2 separate regions of the Danio rerio genome follow, and region 2 is linked to region 1. A link is a contact called in public Micro-C data. All regions are on one chromosome and are shown on one strand. The core of a region is the stretch at or near the end of the contact, and the rest is flanking DNA. Distances in the headings are between cores, read along the strand shown. Region 1 has its middle 34 kb from the start of gngt2a. Region 2 has its middle 48 kb from the start of col1a1a.

Region 1 (5,150 bases), core at 2,420-4,919:
TGATCACATTGAACTGATTGCAAGTGTTCGTTTAGTGGTTTACAAGCAGAGGAAGATGCATTTTAAGCTCTCATGCATCAAATTTACATTTACATTTACATTTAGTCATTTAGCAGACGCTTTTATCCAAAGCGACTTACAAATGAGGACAAGGAAGCAATTTACACCACTAAGAGCAACAATGAATAAGTACTAAAGGCAAGTTTCAGGTCTGTAAAGTCTAAGAAGGGAAGTGTTAGTAATTTTTTTTTTTTTTTTTTTTTTTTTTTTGTACAGTTAGTGTGATATTCAAATAGGCAATTGCAGATTAGGAAGTGAAGTGGAGACTAAATAGTTGAGTTTTTAGTCGTTTCTTGAAAATAGCGAGTGACTCTGCTGTTCTGATGCAGTTAGGGAGTTCATTCCACCAACTGGGCAGATTGAGCGTGAGCGTTCGCGAAAGTGATTTTTTTCCTCTTTGGGATGGAACCACGAGGCGACGTTCATTCACAGAACGCAAGTTTCTGGAGGGCACATAGATCTGCAGAAGTGAGTGCAGATAAGAAGGTGCTAGGCCAGAAGTCACTTTGTAGGCAAACATCAGAGTTTTGAATTTGATGCGAGCAGCAACTGGCAGCCAGTGCAAACGGACTAGCAGCGGAGTGACATGTGCTCGTTTAGGTTCATTGAAGACAACTCGTGCTGCTGCATTCTGGAGCAGTTGAAGAGGCTTGATAGAGTTAGCTGGAAGCCCAGCTAGTAGAGAGTTGCAGTAATCCAGTTTGGAGAGAACAAGAGCTTGAACAAGGAGTTGAGCTGCATGTTCAGATAAGAAGGGTCGGATCTTTCTGATGTTATAGAGTGCAAATCTGCACGATCGAGCAGTTCTAGAAATGTGGTCAGAGAAGTTTAGTTGGTCATCAATCGTTACTCCAAGGCTTTTCACCATTTTGGATGCAGTAATGGTTGCCCCATCCATCTGGATTGAAAAGTTATGGTGTAGAGTCGGGTTGGCAGAAACTACAAGCATTTCCGTTTTTGCGAGGTTCAGCTGAAGATGATGATCTTTCATCCAGTGTGAAATATCCAACAGGCAGGCTGAGATACGAGCTGGAACCGAGGGATCATCAGGATGAAAAGAGAGGTATAGCTGGGTATCATCAGCATAGCAGTGGTAGGAGAATCCATGTCTCTGGATGACTGGTCCTAGAGATGATGTGTAGATGGAGAAGAGAAGTGGCCCAAGAACAGAGCCTTGAGGTACCCCAGTGTTTAGATGCTGTAGGTTGGACACCTCTCCCCTCCAAGACACCCTGAATGACCTGTCAGAGAGGTAAGATCTGAACCATTGTATAACAGTGCCCGCAACGCCCAGTGACTCAAGCGTAGATAGCAGGATCTGGTGGTTGACAGTGTCAAAAGCAGCTGACAAGTCCAGCAAAATGAGGACTGATGATTTAGAGTCTGCTTTAGCCAGTCTGAGATCCTCCACGACCGAGAGCAGGGCAGTCTCAGTTGAGTGGCCTTTCTTAAAGCCGGATTGCTTGTTGTCCATGAGATTGTTTTGAGTAAGAAAGTCCAGGACTTGATTGAACACTACTTTCTCCAGAATCTTGGCCATGAATGGAAGCAGGGATACTGGTCTGTAGTTTTCAAGTAGCGTATGGTCCAGGTTGGGTTTCTTTAGCAGTGGGGTTACCCTAGCCTGCTTAAATGTAGTGGGGAATAAACCAGAGTCAAGAGATGTGTTAATTATGTGAGTCAGTGTTGGTATGACTGCAGGAGAGATGGCTTGCAAGAGATGAGAGGGAATGGGATCGAGTGGACAGGTGGTTGCATGGCTAGATAGCACAAGTTTGGACACCTCAGACTCAGAGAGCTGAGAAAAAGAGGTGAGTGTGTGTGGTGTTGGTGTTGTATCTTGCGTGTTTGTTGTAGGTGCAGCAAATTGAGCACTGATTTTTGCAGTTTTGGTGCAGAAGAATGTAGCAAAGTCATCAGTAGTAAGTGTGGAGGATGCGGGTGGAGGAGGAGGATAGAGGAGGGAGGAAAATGTTTTAAAAAGTAGGCGAGGATTAGTGGCATTGTTGATTTTCAGACGGTAATACGTCTGCTTTGCAGAAGTAACCTCAGCTGAGAAAGAGGACAGAAGAGTTTGGTATGTTAAGAGATGTGCAGGATTTTTAGTTTTCCGCCAAATTCTCTCCGCAGCCCGAAGTTTTGAGCGATGCTCACGGAGAGCATCCGAGAGGCAGGGTGCAGGAGGACTGGCACGGGCTGGCCTGGATGCAAGAGGACATAATCGGTCTAGACATGATGCTAGTGTGGAGCAGAGTGTATTAGTGGCACTGTTCGAATCAAGTGCAGTGAGTTTGCGAGATGGAGGAAGAGAGTCTGAAACAATGGTGGATAGTCTATTGGGTGAGAGAGATCGTAGGTTTCTGCGAAAGGTAACCAGTGTAGGAGTGTGTGGCGGCTCAGGAGTAATGTGGATGTTGAGAGACAGAAGGAAATGATCAGATATTTGTAGTGGAGTTACTATTGTTTGATATACCTATATCAAACATATACTCCAAATATACCTTACAAACTTTTTCTTCATTGAGTCGTTGAATTCTTCTTGTTTCTAAATTGCTTTGTTAGTCATTTTTCTTACAATTTTTTTGTATTTGTTGTATCTATTTATTTTCTGTAAAGCTGCTTCTGAACATGACATGTCCACACTAAACAGTTATGAGACGTGTTTGGGGGATTTTATGCAACATCCTTCATTTATTCTCTTAGGAAAGAAGAGATCTCTCCTTAAATATCGTACTTGTAGGGTAAATGTGCTGTATGCAGTGTTAAAGTTATATAAAGCTTAAAGCATCGTATCGGCCATGACAAGATATCGGTACTTGGTATCTGCTACAAAAATCCTGATCGGAGCATCCCTAGTAATCTTGAGTTTTTATACAGTAGGTACTGTACCACAGCTGTGCATGTTGAGATGATGCAATAATCAGCCAAAGGAATATTTATAACTTTAACAAAAATTATGAAACACTTCAAATTCATTTTTACCTCTCCAGACCTGCTGCATTTGTAAATGTTATACAGTCCAACTTTATTGTAAGTCTCCCAGTGAATGACAGGGGGAGTTTTAGTTTTGTTTTGGCTCACAGATGGGAACAAAAGAATGAGTGTGGGAGAGCAGGGAAAAAAAACATAGACTCAAAACTGAAATAACAGATGAAGCAGAAAGCGCTCATCATCTAGTGGGTGTCAAAAAACAGCCAGTGAGAATCCTGCATGGTGCACATCGGGACCGCCTGTCTGTAAAGTAAGCCCACCCTAAATCTTCACTATACACGTCAGTGCACAAATCCCTGCATATAGAAGTGTCAAATCCACAAACCCATTCACTTGAATTCAGTTTTGCTTTTAATTGGCTTTTCTTTTTTTTTTCTTTTTTTTTTTTGTACTCATTGTTTTGTTCACAACTTTTTTTTTGAGTTGCACAGTAACATTTAACCTTGTTGTGTCAACATAAACACCAGCAGGGGGACAAATCTGAGATTCACACAGGCTTTACACTCCTCCTACTGTACTTTCCACATACACTTCAGTCAAAACTATAGAGGGGGTCAAAACAGCGCTATCTCTGATGTTGGATCAGTGTGGGGTGACTGAGGCGCATGCGAGACGAGCGCACAGCTGATTTCAGGTCAGCGGTTGTGGTCAGTCATAATGGCGAAGTTTTTCCATCTGTTGAGACCTCTGTAATTCGTCAGAGTTCTTTCATGAGTCATGGAAAAACAGAGACACATAGAGAGAAAGAGAGAGGGTTGTGGGCAGAGTAAAAAACAAAAAACCAACATTCACTCTGAAAATCTGTCAGGGTGTACTGTAGATTTATAAGAACAAATACACAGCATAACAATAGACATCGATAAAAGTGAGGTGGTAGATTGAGATTTAAATAGGGTGAGTTGAATTGACAAATACTCAACAGTTCACTTTGTGTTGATGTTTGTGAGTCTTCAGTGCTGAATTTGTAAAAAATTCTTTGACCTACTTAAAATTCTGTTCACAACTATTATTTTAGGGGAAAATTGAACCAATTTACTAACTATTTACATGCCCTCAAGTGGTTCCAAATCTTTTTGAGTTTCTTCCTTCTGTAACCATTCACTTTCATAGCCGGAAAAACAAATACTATGGAAGTCAATGGCTTCCAGTTTTCCTGAGAAAATCTTCTCTTGTGTTTAACATATAAAGTAAACTCAAATAAGTTTTAAACAAGTAAACAGTAAATTATGTTTCAGTTTTTAAGTTCAATCATTCCTTCAATCAATCTTTTTTTCAGAATGATAACTTTAGTTCCGGTTTGGTTGGGTCTGTTTTTCTCCCTCATGGGAGAAATAAATACAATAAATTATGCAGTAAAATAAGTCAAATGAAACGGCTGGCAAGTAAAGTCATTAAGAATTCAAATGGAAGTAATTATGCAGGTCTTTTGAAGATTATTTGATAATTAGCTGCATTTCAGTCTGATACTTAAAATAAGTGTTGCGTATTTTGAGCTGGCAGACTGATATTTCTCCCCAAATAAAACACCACACCTTGAGCTGCACAACAACCCCGGCTTTTCCTCCTATAACTTTTCCCCAGAGGCTCACAGTCCTGCTCATGCGTGCACTGCACACACAAGGTTAGTCACTTATCTGGGTGTTTTTTTTTTCTCTTGACCCTAGGTGGCGATATGCTAGAAACCTTCTTACCAAAGACCTATTTCCTATTTGACACATTTTGATGCAGATTCAGCATAGCATGAAGTCATTTACTTTAATTTGTACAACCAAATGTCACATTGGTCAAGGTGTATTTTTATATACAATTCACACTATTATCAAGACTATTAGCTCAATAAACTACCAATTAGCAGCTTATTAAGTTAGTAAGGTATATTCAGGAATTGGGTAGGATTAGGGATGTTAAATAAGATATTTTTTAAGTGCTAATAAACCATTAACATCCTAATAGTAGGCAGGTAATAGGTCAGTAGTAGCTGAACTAAAGTGTTCCTGTGACATTTTATGAGTAATATTAAGGACAACATATTTCAAATGTGTGGATGCTCAGAAATGCCTTTCATTTCTATTTAAATGTCACTTTGAGGTTTTAGAATT
Region 2 (5,283 bases), core at 595-3,094, 45 kb after region 1:
AAAACAGTAGAAACCATTTAACAATTTTCAAGCAAATTTAACAAAAACTGGTGCAGCCAATAGCCTAGTGATTAAGTGCACCAGCATATACTGTACAAATGTAACAATTCACCCGACTCGAGATTCGATTCATGATTCATGATACTAATCTCAAAATTCACAAATTAGTCACAATTTTTTAACAAAGGTATTTCAGACAAATTTAAGGTGAAAAAGAGCCCTTTTTACAAAATAAAAACTTTTCTGCAAAAACTAAATTGTAATTTTAAAACAAAATCAGAATTAAAAAGTGAATAATTCAAACTAAATAAGACTTTTTAATAGAAACAAACAAAAACTTTGACTGTGCAGCTGTATTACAACTTTAAAAATGAAATCCAAACCAGAAATCAACATTAAAAACTGACAAACAAACGAAAACTATGACTACAAACAAAAACTATGACTGTGCTGGGATTTGACATTTTTAAATAAGAAATATTAGAATATCTAAGTTTTCTGATATAAGCTGAGGTCTTTGCACGTTTACAATATGCCCTGCTGATTGAAAAAAACTTAACTGGGGACTGGGATGGCCAGTGTTGAGAGCAAAGCCTTTCCTAAAACAGAGAGCAGTGTGTACAGAGGTGGTCAATAGGCTCTCTGCTGCAGGGGACTGGCCACTGGTATAAAATACTGATTGTTATATATGATATAATAAGCAAATTATTTAATTATGCATAAACTAAATTGGAACGGACAGGGTAAAAAAGGGAAACAATCTAATACCTGGTTCTTTAACTGCACAGCTTTCTCTTTCAGTCTGAAAAACATGTTCACACTTTGGCTATGAAACCACTGATGCACCGTGTGATCTCTGTAACATTAGGTCTCCTCGGAGCATTGTATCAGCCAATCCTCCGGCATGGGTTTGCCTATTATGAGCTTTTTGCGTATAGACGTCTATGACAGTAACATTTCACTGTGCTGCATCATATTCATTGTTCTGATATTGTAAGTCAGGGGTGTCCAAACTTGGTCCTGGAGGGCCGGTGTCCTGCAAAGTTAAGCTCGAACTTCCTTCAACGCAGATACCTGGATGTTTCTAGTATACCTAGAAAGAGCTTGATTAGCTGGTTCAGGTGTGTTTAATTGGGGTTGGAAATATAATATGCTGGACACCGTGGAGGTAAAGCGAGTTTGCCCCTGTAAACAGCACCCCTTCTGTTCAAAACATGTATCGCGATTAATTCAACATTTCAAGCAGTTTTAATCGTCACATATTTAAATCGATTTTCAACCGACTCATGGTGAATCGTTACATCCCTAGCTCACGGCGACCTGAAGTTGATTCCCGGCTTAAGGTCCTTTGCCGACCCTTCCCCTCTCTTCTCCCAATACTTTCCTGTCTGTAACCTCCATTGTCCAATCCCTATAGAAAGGTGAGAAAACCCTCAAAATTAATTATTAAAATAAATAAATTTACAAAAAAACTATGCATAAAATAAAAATTTCTGCTGCTAACTGATTGTTTCGGCAATCAGTTTATTGATTACTGTTAACTGAGTGAAGGTAAAATGAACTGGTGTATAATGGAATGGTGTCAATGCACATTTTTATGGAGAAAAAAAGCCACCCAGGCCACTGTAGCAGCTGCCCACGTTGACCTTAAAGGGTATGAACTTTGACCTCTTCTTCTAGCAATTCCCACCCACTCCTCTCTCCTTATTTTCCTCTTACCAGCCGTCTGATGGCCCTCTTCCCATCATGCCTTGTGCCTGGCTCTCACATGTGGCTGCTGAGAGGGATGAGGTTTACTCTATTCTTCAGCTCTGGAGGAGAGGAGCGCTGCTTTAAGCGCAAACAGATGTGTTTTGAAAATAGAGGGAGGACAACTCTTTATGCAGATGCTTGATGGCATGGTAGTTATTCAGTATGTATATATGAGCTTATATCTGTGTTTTGATGCTCTTTTAAAAGCACATGCTGAGATTTAGACAGTCCCTGAGCTCCATATCCCATTAAGGAAAGGGAATTGTAAACGCTAACTTTGTGTGGTTGAAACCTGCTATTGTCCGCCGCCTGTGAGCCTGGGCTTCAGCCAAGCGAGACGTGGCTACAGAGGGAACTGAGCCCAGAATATGCAGCTTCCTGTAAGGCTTCTGCTGCAGAGGGCTGGGTGGGGCTGTGGGCGGAGCTGTGGGTGGGGCTTATTTCTAAATAGCCTGACAGATGCTAAATCTCAGAGCAAGTAACGTGACACATTTAAACCAGTAACCTTTGCTCTGTCCATTTTTCTCTTTCCCCCTCTGTTGTTTTTGCTTCCTCTCTGGCAGGTGCTTTGCATAGGGGCTTTCATCAAAGCTTTTGGATGTCTGGAGATTGAGTGGGGACTGAGATGGAAATGGAGAGAGACAAATGTTTGGGTGTAAATGGTTGTGCAAAGAATAGATTATATATTAGGTCACAATAAATGGATGAAGTTTGGATAATAAAGCATTTATTAACATACAAAAAAACTATTATTGTATTATTATATACACTCACTGGTCACTTTATTAGGTACACCTTACTAGTACGAAGTTGGACCCCCTTTTAAACTTCAGAAATGCCTTATGCCTTAAGGAACTGGAAATATTCATCAGACATTTTGGACTATACTGATTTGATAGCATCACACAGTAGCTGCAGATTTGTCAGCTGCACATCCATAATGCAAATAGTCTGTTCCACCACATCCCAAAGGTACTCTATTGGATTGAGATCTGGTGACTGTGGAGGCCATTTGAGTACAGTGAACTCATTGTCATATGCAGGAAGATGGTCTGACATTATCTGCGCTTTATGACATGGTTCCAATCTTCTGTTGTCCAATTTTCATGAGCCTGTGCGAATTGGAGCCTCTGTTTCCTTTAGTTCTTTGCTGGCAGGAGTGGCACTCGGTTTAGTCTTCTCCTGCTGTAGCCCATCTGCCTCAAGGTTCAATGTGTTCAGAGATGCTCTTCTGCATACCTTAGTTGAAATGAGTGATTATTTGAGTTACTGTTGCCTTTCTATCAGCTAAAACCAGTCTGGCCATTCTCCTCTGATTTGTGCCCACAGAACTGTCACTCACTGGATATTTTCTCTTTGTCTGATCTTTCTCTGTAAACCCTAGAGATGGTTGTGCATAAAAATCACAATAGATTAGCAGTTTCTGAAATACTCAGACCAGCCCATCTGGCACCAACAACCATGCCAAGTTAAAAGTCACTTAGATCACCTTTCTTTCCAATTCTGATGCTCGGTTTGAACTGCAGCAGATCGTCTTGACCATGTCTACATGCCTAAATGCACTGAGGTGCTGCCATCTGATTGGCTGATTAGAGATTTGCATTAACAAGAATACCTAATAAGTGGCCGGTGAGTGTATATTAATAAGATTTATGTTCATTTGAATAGTTCATTAATCATTTACTTACATCCTGAATGATCTTAAAAAGTCACCTACTCTTTTTAAATAACTGTCTTAAATTATTGTGAATAATGCAATATTTAATTTAGTAATGAAAAATTCATCATTAACAAAGTATAAAACACAGTTATTTTAAATTTGCTTTAACAAGTTAAGCATACAGCATTTGAAGCTATTTATAAACTGCTCACTATTAATGTAATCCAACTGCATCTATTAATGTACTGTAGAGTTAATGCTTAACGAATAATGAATTAACTATTTGCTACTGCTTGATAATTTATTTGAAGTGTGTAGATATTATCTAAAATAGAAAGTGTTACCTAAAATTTCGTCTTTCCACGTTTTCTTCTCATTATTCACATTTTCTTTGCTCTTTGTCAGTTATATTTGGAGTGAAACTGACACACTTTCTCTGAATAAGAATGAACTTTTCTCCTTGAGCTTTCTCAGTGCCATCGTTACATAAATTGGCTGATTTATGAGAAGAACAAGATTTCACTTCAAATCAGGGGAATTTAAAGTCCTTGTGGGGAAAAATCAGTGATGCAACATTTAGTTTAAGGCTGTGTTTATATCCATTTCAACCTGTAAACTCTTTCACAAGCTTTGAAGGCATCAGAGCTTAAGTGGAGAGCACAGGTACAGGCCTTCAGGAAGTTTTGTTCATCCACAGGCATCTTCCCATTTTTCCCCTCTTCTTATCACCAGGAAAGCAGTGAAGACTCGGGTTGCTTCTCTTGTTGTTGTTCTGACTGAAAGTTCCCACATTGAAGTAGCACAATGTGTCATTGTATCAGTGTTTTGATTTTCTGAATTGTTAGGGAAATAAAAAGCAATATGCAGAGTCAGTAGCTCACAGAGTGCAACCTTTGACTTCAAGCTCTATGCATTTTAAATAATAGCAAATCATGATTTGTTAAAAGAATTCCAACAGCTCTCTGCCCCTCAGCAGTTCTCAAATCCAGCAAAAAGCATTGTCAAAAAAACAAAAAATTCAGTCAAAATAGTCCATGTGTCTTCAGGGGTTTAAAACTTCACACAAAATACTTTTGTGCACACACATAAAACAAAAATAATGAGTTTAATGCACACTCATGATCGTTCACCCTATACTGACACTGAAAACAAGAAACTGTTGAACAAAGTCATTACTTTTGTTTCTTTAATCTTCATAATATTCTAATCGAACCACTGTTTTAAAGGGTCATGAAAGCCCCCTCTTTCAGTTCAAGTGTACCTCAGAATTTTTTCAAAAAATGCTTCATGATGGGAGCACTGCGAGCAGAGGGAGTAGTGGCCGTGGCAGGCAGAGCAGGGAAAAAAAAAGGGAGTAAACAACTGTTGTCAGTTGGCTCACAAAATGAGACACAAACTGTGAAGAGACCCAAGATTTTATAGTTTACAAAGTTAAAATGTAAAGAAATAAACAGTCATTTAATGCGCTGCTTTATTTTTTTTTTCTGTAATTTCATATAAAAAAAACTAAATTTGTTGTCTTTATAAGGATAATCATGTAAACAATTTAAATGAGGGGGGCTTCTCTCCTCCTCAACCCCTGGGTCTGAATGCAGACAAAGAGGATAGCAGTGCAGCAGGGTATCTTGCCGATCTATTTCAACCGTTAGCCCTTCTGGTAATCTGGAGGATTTTAAACATAGGTGAACAAAGCAGCACGGATAAAAGCGATGTGTCTGAATGGTAACAAACTCAACTGAAAAAACGTGACGTGTAATCGCTCCACTCGCAGATTCACGCTACGTCACCGATTTTGATGCAGCCCCAATTATTATTTTAAACTCGAAAGATGAAATTAGCTGACAAAAGCTCAAAATTATTCAGTTTTCCTC

The links. Hi-C and Micro-C count contacts between places; a contact is called where the count stands out from the background.
Region 2: a contact with region 1 is called in a Micro-C map of caudal fin, with 1.7 times the contacts expected there. The contact joins two enhancer-like sites. A contact is called at or near these places in 2 of 18 Hi-C or Micro-C datasets (caudal fin and an unstated tissue).

What each region holds. Positions count from the first base shown.
Region 1 is chr3:21,870,807-21,875,956 of GRCz12tu, forward strand. No RefSeq gene overlaps it. Among named protein-coding and RNA genes, the nearest start is that of gngt2a, 34 kb to the left of the region's middle. Within about 2 kb of position 3,670, at least 16 of the 62 cell types and tissues checked have an H3K27ac peak or open chromatin away from gene starts, as enhancers often do. A contact at or near this core is called in caudal fin, where this site is marked.
Region 2 is chr3:21,917,342-21,922,624 of GRCz12tu, forward strand. No RefSeq gene overlaps it. Among named protein-coding and RNA genes, the nearest start is that of col1a1a, 48 kb to the right of the region's middle. Within about 2 kb of position 1,845, at least 25 of the 62 cell types and tissues checked have an H3K27ac peak or open chromatin away from gene starts, as enhancers often do. A contact at or near this core is called in caudal fin, where this site is marked.